Linked DNA regions of Salvelinus alpinus: region 2 is linked to region 1. Evidence: chromatin contacts called from public Hi-C data. All regions are on one chromosome and are shown on one strand. The core of a region is the stretch at or near the end of the contact, and the rest is flanking DNA. Distances in the headings are between cores, read along the strand shown. Region 1 holds the start of sqstm1 (sequestosome 1). Region 2 holds the start of canx (calnexin).

Evidence for each region. A called contact is a pair of places that touch in the nucleus more often than the background predicts.
Region 2: a Hi-C map of liver shows a contact between it and region 1, with 7 times the contacts expected there. The contact joins the promoter of canx here to the promoter of sqstm1 in region 1. A contact is called at or near these places in 3 of 3 Hi-C or Micro-C datasets (liver, muscle and red muscle).

Annotation. Positions count from the first base shown.
Region 1 is chr7:51,021,954-51,027,658 of SLU_Salpinus.1, reverse strand. It overlaps sqstm1 (sequestosome 1), which reads left to right and starts at 3,632. Exons shown (of 7, transcript XM_071410594.1): 1 at 3,632-4,129; 2 at 5,211-5,306; 3 at 5,496-5,705. The coding sequence starts at 3,961.
Region 2 is chr7:51,252,200-51,257,856 of SLU_Salpinus.1, reverse strand. It overlaps canx (calnexin), which reads right to left and starts at 3,337. Exons shown (of 14, transcript XM_071410602.1): 1 at 3,251-3,337.

The DNA.
Region 1 (5,705 bases), core at 2,383-4,882:
TCAATGAGAAAAAAGAAACATAAATAATTTTGCACATTTGCCACAAATTGCCAGGGGAAGGCTATGCATAGGCTAAATGTACAAGTGAAACATCTCTGTGAGGGAACTACTAACAATTCTCAGCAATATCCTGCAATTACAACAGGTCCCTGGCATTCAATAATATTATATGCGTGCCATGTGGCAGGCCTTAGGTTCGTGGAGAAATGCTATCATCTAGCGGTGAAAGGAGAACTTTACGCATGCCACATGGCAGGCCAGTCGTGCGTGCGATCATCCCACCATTTACGACCAGAGATAATTACTCGCCATAGTCCTAAAATAACCATGACAATGGATATATCATCATCATCAGCAGCAGCAACATCATGATCATCATCTAGTTCAATCATAGAACTTTGCAACATTTCAATATCTTCACATTCATAGGATATTCTTAAAGTTATTGGCATTTTCATTTGAGCATAATGGTAATAGTGATTGATTCATTGGACAAATTGAGTGACAACGAATAAGACTTAATCCAGATATTTAAATGTTGAGATCCATGAATTATTATGACAACGTAGTCATCGGCCCATAAACAGATTTGATCTAGTCTCTATATCTGTTTCTAGAAGCATCCTGCGCTTTCTACGGATTACTAAACGCGCGAAAAAAAATCCCCAGTTTGATAAAGCGATCATGGGACATGAGAATCAGATGACGGAGCACCACCAAAAGGCAGGAAGTGAGGGTGTTTCACGGTTCTTTCACGGTTGTCACTGGTTACCACAGCCACAAAGTTAAAACCGTCTAGGCTATATTGTAAAAATTCATGAAAACACAAATGTGCTGTTTGGTCTTAATTTAAGGTTGGGCATAAGATTAGGTTTAGAATTAGATGGTGAGAAGATACATTTTATAATGGGCGTGGTTTAGCCATAATTACAATTTTGTGGCTGTGGCAACTAGTAATGACCATATTTTGTTATTAAGGCTAAACCCCGTCTATTTCTACAATGTATCTTCTTAAAATATGATTTTAAACCTTAAACACACTGCTAACCTTATGCATAACCCTCACCTTAAATTAGGAACAAAAAGCAAATTTTTGTTTCATGAATTTCTACAATATAAGCAATTTTGACTTTGTGGCTGTGATAATTAGTGACAACCCTCTGGCCAGTAGGCTAGTCGTGCGTGCGTACACCCCACAATTTATGATCATATGACAATTATTCACCATAGTCGTAAAATAACCATGACAATCATAGAACATTTCAATATAGTCACATTCATAGGATATTCTTAAAGTTATGAGCATGGTCATTTGAGCATATTGGTAATAATTATAGATTCATTGGACAAATTGAGTGACAATGAATAAGACTTGTCAAGGCACAACACAATAGTCATACCACAACTAATGTAAATGAATAGTCTTGATGTCAGTAATCCAGATTAATTTAAATGTTGAGATCCATGAATTATTATGACAACATAGTCATCGGCCCATAAACAGATTGGATCTAGTCTCTATATCTGTTTCTAGAAGCATCCTGCGTTTTCTACTGATTACTAAACGCGCGAAGAAAAATCCCCAGTTTGATAAAGCGATCATGGGACATGAGAATCAGGTGACGGAGCACCACCAAAAGGCAGGAAGTGAGGGTGAGACGAAAAGTGTCGTTCTTTCACGGTTGTCACTAGTTGCCACAAAGTTAAAACTGTCTAGGTGATATGGTAAAGATTCATGAAAATAGACGTGCTGTTTGGTCTTAATTTAAGGGTTAGGCACATGATTTGATTTAAAATTAGATTCTTTTGAAGATACATTTTATAAATGGGCGTGATTTAGCCATAATTACAACTTTGTGGCTGTGCTAACTAGTAACGACCATGAATTATTATGACAACATAGTCACTGGGCCATAAACAGATTTGATCTAGTGTCTATATCTGTTTCTAGAAGCATCCTGCACTTTCTACGGATTACCAAATGCACATTTTTAAAATTAATTTCTACAATATAGCCAATTTTGATTTTGTGGGTGTGGTAATTGATGACAACTCTCTTTCACCCAGATCACCAGACACACCACTTTGGTTGAATATGTTCTGAGCAATAAAGTGCATTGAACCATTGCCTGACACAACATATCACCTTGAAGGTGTAATAATTATAGGCCTATATTTGATAATTTTCCTATTGGCTGGGCTAGGTAGCCTAGTGGGTAGGTAGCCTCGTGGTTAGGGCGCTGGGCCAGTAACCTAAAAGGTTGCTAGATCAAATCCCCGAGCTGACAGGAATCTGTTGATCTGCCCCTGAAAAAGACAGTTAATTTGTTCTCACCTGACTTAAATAAATAAAATACTGCCTACATAAACTAATATACTTTTTTATTGAACTAGGCAAATCAGTTAAGAACAAATTCTTATTTACACGGATGGCCTAGGAGCAGTGCCTTGTTCAGGGGCAAACTGACAGATTTTTACCTTGTCAGCTTGGGGATTCGATCTGTCAACCTTTCGGTTACTGATCCAACGCTCTAACCACTAGGCTACCTACCTAATTGTGTCTAGCCTAGATGCTTTTAGTAGATGTATTGAAAATAATAGTGATATATTATCCTATTAAACATATATTATCTCATGTCTTGGTTTAATAATGCTCTTTGTCAAAGTAGGCCAAATCAACCAATTTATTCTACACACAACACAAGTATAGGGCACATAGCTTTATAAGTTGGGCACATCTCCTTATAGCCTAGGTCTTTTAGGGCACTAGAACAAAGTGTATGGTCATGGTCTTTTTATTAGCCCACCTGCATATGAATTTACAATGTGGATAGCTGCCTACAGTAGTCTAGCTCTCTGACTTAAACCAAATATATTCCTCACAATTTTATATGACTAAATAACAGTAATAGAGTTGGTCCAGGCTATGGGAATCCAATGTGGACTATTTTGACAGACTATAAATATCCGTAAACCCCCTCTTCAAATATCAAGTAGTAATCGAGGTCAAAATGTTTAAAGTCCTGGCACAGGTGCTCTACAAGTCTAGAGCTCAGTCCAGTTAAATTATGGTACGATGACGCTGATCTCACTCTGCAACATGGTCTCAGAGCAGTTCGTATTATTCTATAAATAAATCCGAGGCATGTATGGAATGTATTAATTTGTGGATGTCTATCATCCATTTCGTATGATATGTTACGAATTACAATTGGTATAATATGTTACTTATTTACAAAACATATGACATGTTACAAATTCCAATTTGTTGTCGCTAACTTTAGGTAGGTGACTAACTCTAGCTAGCACTAGGGTTTAGGGGTTATAAGGTTAGGAGTTAGGTTAAAGGGTTAGGTTTAGGGGAAGGGTTAGCTAACATGCTAAGTAGTTGTCAAGTAGCAAAAAAGTAGTTGCTAAAATTGTCCTTGATGGGATTTGAACACACAACCTTTGGGTTGCTAGATGTTCCCGTTATTACAACCAACCAACCACCCACTATCTTCTGTAACCATATCAAATGTAACATATAGTAAATACATTATTCCAGATTTACATGTATTATGTTACGTCTAGTCTGAGACCAGTCTGCACGCGGGGAATTCCCGTATGGAAAGTGCCTTGTCATACCTCGGCCTTCCATTTTACCCTTTGGCGTCGCGTCCCACCCATTTGTTTACATTACCTTGCCTTTTGCTCACAATAACAGAAGGAGAATAGAGCTTTGTCATTTAGGGCGGTGGACTTCCCCCCGATGCCGCACCAAACCCTTGTGATTGGCTAGACCGACGTATAAATATTACACCAGCCGTCGTATTAAGGTTCATACGCGGAACTGTACCCAGAACAGCGAGACGCACTGACAGCTAGCTTACAGTGGAGCCGGCCTTTAACATTTTAACTGCGCAACACATATTTTACAGCGAAAATTGGGCTGAAAGTAAGTCGTGAGAAGACTCGACTATGTCTATGACCGTGAAAGCCTATCTCCTTGGGAAGGAACACATATCGAAAGAAATTCGTCGCTTTGCTGTCGACCAAGATGTTTCAACGAGTTTTGAGTATTTGAATCGAAAGGTTGTTGATGTTTTCTCAACACTGCGAAATGTCCCCTACCAAATGTTTTACAAAGGTAAGCCTATACTGTCAGTGTTTCATTATAGGCCTATGGTACAGTGTTTTCGATCGTGTTATTGTCATAAATATTTCTGGCGGTAATTTTGTTGTAATATTCCATAACATCGCGCCCGACAAAGTAATTCACGACTACAGTAAAGTTATTGCGCACTTTACTACCTAGTTTACTTGAGTAGGCCTATCAACTGATTAATGTCGTGTCATAGGCCTAGACCAAAGTGCGTCAAGAAGTTAAGTGAAATAATCTGCTGACTGAAAGCTTCAATAACAGGAGGGAGCTTGACGAATTTAAGTATAGATCTCAAGATGACAATTTGTCTTTATGCACCAGAAAAAATCTGATAGAACTGGTACACAGAACATTATTGAAGTCTACATTTGACATTGCATTTCATAGTGAATGTCAGATCGAGTGAGCAGCAAATATGCTCTATTACATGTATGTCATACATGCAATGATGTATACCTGTTGTACTACATTTCTCTGAGCTCGCCCTACCTGTAGGCATACCATCAGTTCATAGTGAACTTTTATTTATATATATATATATGGGATATAACGGTGACTTAGCAACAGATGGCATTAACCCAGAAAAAAAAGATCAAATTCTGTAAGAGCTCTCCTCCCAAGAAGGGAATCAAAGTTGACCAATTTCATACAGTAGTATTATTGACTGGTACCACATCACACAATTTATGTTTTCCATATTGGGCATCAGGGTTGGGGTCAATTCCATTACAACTCAGTCAAACCAGGAAATGAATTGTTTTTCAATACATGACATGAATGTATTAAACATTTGGCGATTTTCAATAACCAATAACTGAACTGGAACTTGACAAATGTGTTGGTCTGAGCACAACACCTTTGTAACAACAGTATTCCCTTGACCTCTGTTTCAAATAAAACAAGCCAGTGAGGATAAGCTGTAGACAGATTTCCTTACTAGTGAACTCGTACTGCTATTATCTAATCATCTGGCCTGGATAAGGAGCTGACAGCAAACAATGGCTTGTGAAACACGTGAGATCAGTGTGTGACAACGTATTGTCTTTTTTGTTTCCCTTGTACCCAGACGAGGACGGTGACATGATCGCCTTCTCCACCGACGATGAGCTCATCATGGGCCTCACCTGCATCAAGGACGACACCTTCCGCCTCTTCATCAAGGGTGAGTCTTTTGTGATCAAAGATGGTGCATTTTCAAATATAATATATAAAGATTAATCGGTCTGGTATTAATGTGTAATGCACTAAGTCATCATTACCACTATTATAATGACATAGCATCCTCATTGTTACTGAAACATTGTAGTTATTAATACCTACCCGCATATCCTTTTTTTTCTTTCCCTTACAGAGAAGAAGGAGCACAGGCGTGAGTTCCCTGCTTTTGCCTTCCCGGGCGGTGTCCCTCCTTTTGCCTTCCCTCCTCACCCTGGATCACCCCATATGGGACCCCCTCCACCCCATGGCCCACCACCTCATGGTCATGGCCCTCACGGGCCCCCCATGGTGCACCCCAACGTGACCTGTGATGAATGTGAGGGCCCGGTGGCGGGGACCCGTT
Region 2 (5,657 bases), core at 2,088-4,587, 230 kb before region 1:
GCCAACTTTCTATGGATTGTTTTAAAAATAACGATATTTGTGAGATGATTTCCTTTTCAAATAACTGAAAGTGAGCAATTGTAATCTGAATAAAGGGGAAAAGCTTTTTTATTTTGTTATTTTTTCCCCCCTCGGGATATGTATACCAAGTATATCCACATCAGACCATTTTATAGGTAAACTACACAGTAAATATTAAAGTAGTATTTTTTTGTGATCCAATACATAGGTTACGCAACCAATGCATATGGGTCCAGGACATTTCTCAAATGTCTCCAATTAAAATGCTACCAGTCCAAGTGTCCGGCGCCACATTTTCCTAACGGAAACCCTGATCTATAACCCTACATTGAGCTTGTTCTACAGATCACAGGGTCTTCCTAAGGGACTGTGGTCACTGGAGCAGCCTATAAGGTAGGGGTGGAGATATACCCCCTCAACTCCTATCTGTCAGGAATGGTAACCAGGGCGCTACCACCAAGGGATATGTCACCTCTAGAGCCAGATCCCCTAGGAAGTGTCCTGAGGAGGAGCTGCAAACACAACATGTGTGTGTACACAGCCTGATGCTGAATATCATAAGGAAAGGCCATCATGGAATAAAGTAAAGTAGTAGCCCATTTCAGTGTCATATGAAGACCTAAGTGTGTCATTGTCCATTGATAATTTCTTATTCAGGTGAGCTCTTAGCTGGCTAAATTTAGTCCACGCACTGTCAGAATTCTATTTCAGTAGGCTAACACAGATAAGGTTTTCCAACCTCCCCAAAAAAGGCTATGCATTAATATATATAGGTAGGCAATATCTAGGCGAATAGATCTTGAGCACATTGACAATACACATAAATGAGACAAACTTCAGTGACCACATGGGTTTGCCATGCCAGTGCCAGAGGAGAAATTAATCTCAAACATCACAATTTTTCATAGAACAGCTCCAAGCCCGGTGACAGTGCTAGTGTGTTCTTAAATAAAGGATTCTGCCATGCGTCTGTTTGTACACTGTGACTAGGGTGTTTTCCCTGCAACAAGTCAGGCTGCCAACAAAGAGGAGATAACCAGAGGGGAGCTCACCACCAAAAAGCACCACGCATGTAACTTGACAATCAACTTACTGAGTGTGAGCGTGAGGGGTGAGATACAGGTCTTATTGGGGTGGGTGAGGCAAAGGAGTTGAGTAGCTAGGCCCAGACTCCACTCTCTGTTTTGTGGGACATAGGAGCTGGAAGGGTGGCTGCCGCCTGGGGGGCTAGGGAAAAGCCGAGGTGCCTTGTGGGCCAGGGGCGGTGAGTGGGAGGGACGGATGGATGGAGGGATAAACGTGAGAGGAGTGGCAAATTTCACTTTCTCACCACAGGCTGAAGAAGTCATGGGGCCAAACAAAACAAACCACCACACTGGAGGGGAGACCTGGGAGGCCTTGTTGTGCTGCCAAGTGGACACCATTCCCCCATTCACATCATGCCTCAGTGGTCACATGTATTCAAGTCAGGGACAGAGCAGATACAAGGAGGGGGAGGGGACAGTATAATCAATCAGTGCTCAATCAACACATCAAAGACTATTATCAGCCAGCCAGTCTTCTGAATTCATTCCATTCAGTTCACTATGTATTTGGGGAAAACAGTGCTATCTATTACTGCTGTGGTCATATGGTTCATTGTCTATGTGGCGTAGCCTAGCCAGAAACAGACATCTTGCGCAAGATGTTGCACAGCGCTTTCACAGTGTATCCCCTCATGGAAAAGCAAGATGCAGCCTCTGATAATGGATAGACTACTCTGTGATATGAAGCCCAGTCTAGGTCATCCTGTAGGGATTTAAGTGTGGGTGTACAGTGGGTTTAAGCAGATAGGATAAGGACCCAATGACCCCCATGTGCCTTGACTGTCTCAAAGAGAGAATGGAAAAGACGTAAGACTAAATAAAAGCAAATATATTTTTAAAGCATGCAAGTCTATTGTACCATTCAACATTAGTTTCTAGATTAGGTCAACAAGAGAGTGGGTTAAAGGTGCAATCATCTTGTCAATGTACACAAAATATAACAGCTTCTCGTGTGACCATAAATATTACCCATCATAAATTAGAAGTTATAATTTAACCATGGGTAAACAATAAAACGTCCAACTTCCCATTCTAATAAATATTTTCCATTCAACGCTAGAAGGCCATTTACATTTCTCAGATAGCTAGCTAAAAAAAATGTGTCAACCATTCAATAAGATGACACAGGCCAAGTCCTTTATTCAGATGTGCAAACTTTTAAAGCTACATTTCCATGAGGGTGTTGAATGCATCAGAGGAAGTGGGTTTGAAAAACTGGTCAGACTTCTATGCGTTTCATCCCTACCAGCAATACCCGTTTCCATGTGGCCATTCCTACAAGCAGGTTCATGTACGTCTTAAAGGAAATTATTTCAGATACAATAACTACCTGTAGCTAGCTCCTCACTTGATAAACCCCAATTTGAAGTGCGTAGGTCTTGTCACCCACTAATATCCAACACAGCCAAAGAGATAACAATGACCAAACTAAAAAGGACATACCGGTAGGTAAATAACGTTAGGGCACAATGCTTCATTAATCCATTCATTCATTTACTTGTGCTCGAGATTTAAAATAGCCAGGGCAAATGAATCACTATACATTAGTTTCTCACCATGACACATCGACTACTGCATCATGACTACATTTATTTCTGATAAAATCACCTAGGTATATTTGTTACACAAACGTTCTGACATGTGCACACCAAGGCAATACTAGTCAATTTCCTTACTTTAGCTCGAGGCGGGTTTTTATTTAACCACTTAATTGCTGACATTAGATGGATGCCACAATGTATCCTTGCCTACAGTAGCTAACGTTAGCTGACTAAAACACTTTCAAAATGTCTTAGCTAACGTTGCACAATGAAAAAACGTCGGCAAAAGGGACACACGAGCAACTGTGTGCTACTGACAGAACATTTCAACATTCATTTGTTGGATAACAGTAGCTATCTTTATTTTACTAACGTTAGCTAAATTAGCCTACTAAATAGCTGGCCTCTATCAGCTACTAACGTTAGCCAGTCCAAGCTAAGACCACGCATCGTTTCTCGAGCTTATTCATTATGATAAATACTGTTAAAAGATACTGGACAGCATTGCATGCAACTGAACAAGCTGGGTAAATGTAGACTGAAATAATAATTTAGCGAAGTAGCTATATTTGAAAGAAGTGACATTTGTTCGTCATTACGTACCTCCTGCTTCGATGTGACACCTTGAACTACAGTAGGATCACGTGTGACTTTGGGGCATGCACTTTGGATTAGTAGCCACACCTTCTCCAGTTGTTTATTGGTTGCTGAAGTGAAAATGTTGACGTTTTCCGGGAATATTAAGAATTGGATTGCTTGTGCTACATGTCAATCATAGTAAATGGTCTCCGCCCCCAATCCGAACCCCGTGGACGGCGATGATTTGTCCAGCTGTAAGAGGAAATGTATGCTGATTGGTTATAGTACGACAGGGTTTACACTAGATAACACAGCCACAAAGTAAGATTCCATAGCCACAAAGTCTGAATTGGCAACAAAAAAATGTGAGGTTAGGATTAGGCATAAAGTGAGCCATAATTATGATTTTGTGGCTGAACACAAAACGTTAGTGTTAATAAGTGACGACCATAAAACAGGGAAAAATAAATTATAATGCAGCAGGGACAGCATTTACTGATGATTGATGACATTTTGTAGTGTACCATCAATTAATGATTTATGCACTTTGTGAAGTTGGCTAGAACTGAAGCAAAGAGAAAGAAGAGGTGTGAGTGAAACAGTAAAGTGTAAATAATTGATCAACTAAAGCACTGATTTGATCATTCTGAATGTTAGGCCTATTGAATTAGATTTTTTAAACCTTTATTTAACCAGACAAGTCAGTTAAAAACAAATTCTTATTTTCAATGACAGCCTAGGAACAGTGCTTTGTTCAGATTTTTTACCTTGTCAGCTCAGGGATTTGATCTTGCAACCTTTCGGTTACTAGTCCAACACTCTAACCACTAGGCTACCTGCCACCCCAGGATACTTATTCAATAATAATAATTAATTAGAATACTGTTCTTTTTCCTCACCATGATTATCAAAAACCACCACAAATTCATATTGCATGTCCCCATCCTGGCCAAATTTAAGTGTGTTCGAGCCCCATAGTAACAGACATGATTTGTGTAGTGTTAAATTATATTGTATGGAGGATAATGTTTAAAAATAAATGCTGTATTCTATACATTCAGTTATTCTGAAGTGCACTGACTGTATGCAGCTAATTGAAAATATTAAATAGCCTACCCTATAAAATCATCACAAAAGATTGTCACATAGTAATAACTACACATACTCTCTTGCATCCAACCTTCTGCAATAAATGGGACATTGCAGTCACATGGTCCATTGATGACGTATGCAAGGAATGTGACCCTTGCACATTCATAACAGCAAACTAATCCACATATAGGCGAGATTAGCATACTCAGATTTGCATTGAATTGACAAGAGATTAACTTTGAACAAACAAAACCAAGTCAATTGAAATTCTGTCTTTATTACAATTCACAGATTGGATAGAAGATAACGTCATTAAATATATTTTATCTAAACGATACAAAATACAACGTATAATAGCAATGCATTCCAGTGGCTCTTACAAGAAAATAAAACCATTTCTCCTTCCTAGCACATTGATGGGGCTGCTTAGCACAGGGCAGGTCAGAGTCATTGGGTACAGTTCAGATTTTTCTGTCCATTGCCCTCTGTTGATTTAATGCAACCGTGCACCTGCTATTGTATAGCGGCCATACCAACAACATTGATGGGGCTGCTAAGACAAATCGTTTTGGCACAACCTCCAGTTTGCGCTGACTGACCCTGGAGTACACACCTCAATGAACAGAAAACCAGTTTATTTCTGTCATTGCTGAAAAACTGGGTTGATGTTGAACAGAATTAGCAACTGGTGCCTGTCGGTATTCGATAGGAAAGCGGCCTCGAAGCTGCTATAAGTTCCCAAGCGTATTATTTTTCAGTACACTTGTATTGGCTGAAATCCCATAATATCTTTCTTTACCGACACAACTCTTTTTGATTTTCGATCAAGAGCTTTCAATGGTTTTGTGGTAGGGCTCTCGGGAAAAAATTGTATGTGGATCCAAGTATACAAAAGCAAACTAATGTGTCCCTTTACTGCTATATACCCTTTGCATCGTAGTAATGCATAAAAGTTGAGTGTAGCCCTTGCATTTACAGAGCCTATTTGGAAGATGTACTGTATAAGTCTGGTGTCGGGACAATTACAGTCCTTGAATAAGTTCGACTTCCAACTCAACGTAATAGTAGTGCAGACTATGTGGAAAGAGAGGGGTTGTCATATTGGACAGTTTCTCTCTTTCAGACCTCACTTGAGTGGAACTTAAATCAGACAGAGGGGTCCTTCCTTGACTTCTTCATGGTCATTATGAGAAACAAAGATCCAATTGACAGTAAAGATGATTCTTCATGCATTGGTTGGAGCTACATATTTCTCTTACATCCGACTAGTCCAAACAATTACTCTGTAGCCACGTGTATCTCCAGTGGCCCCTTGGCTACAACTAACTACATGTATCTG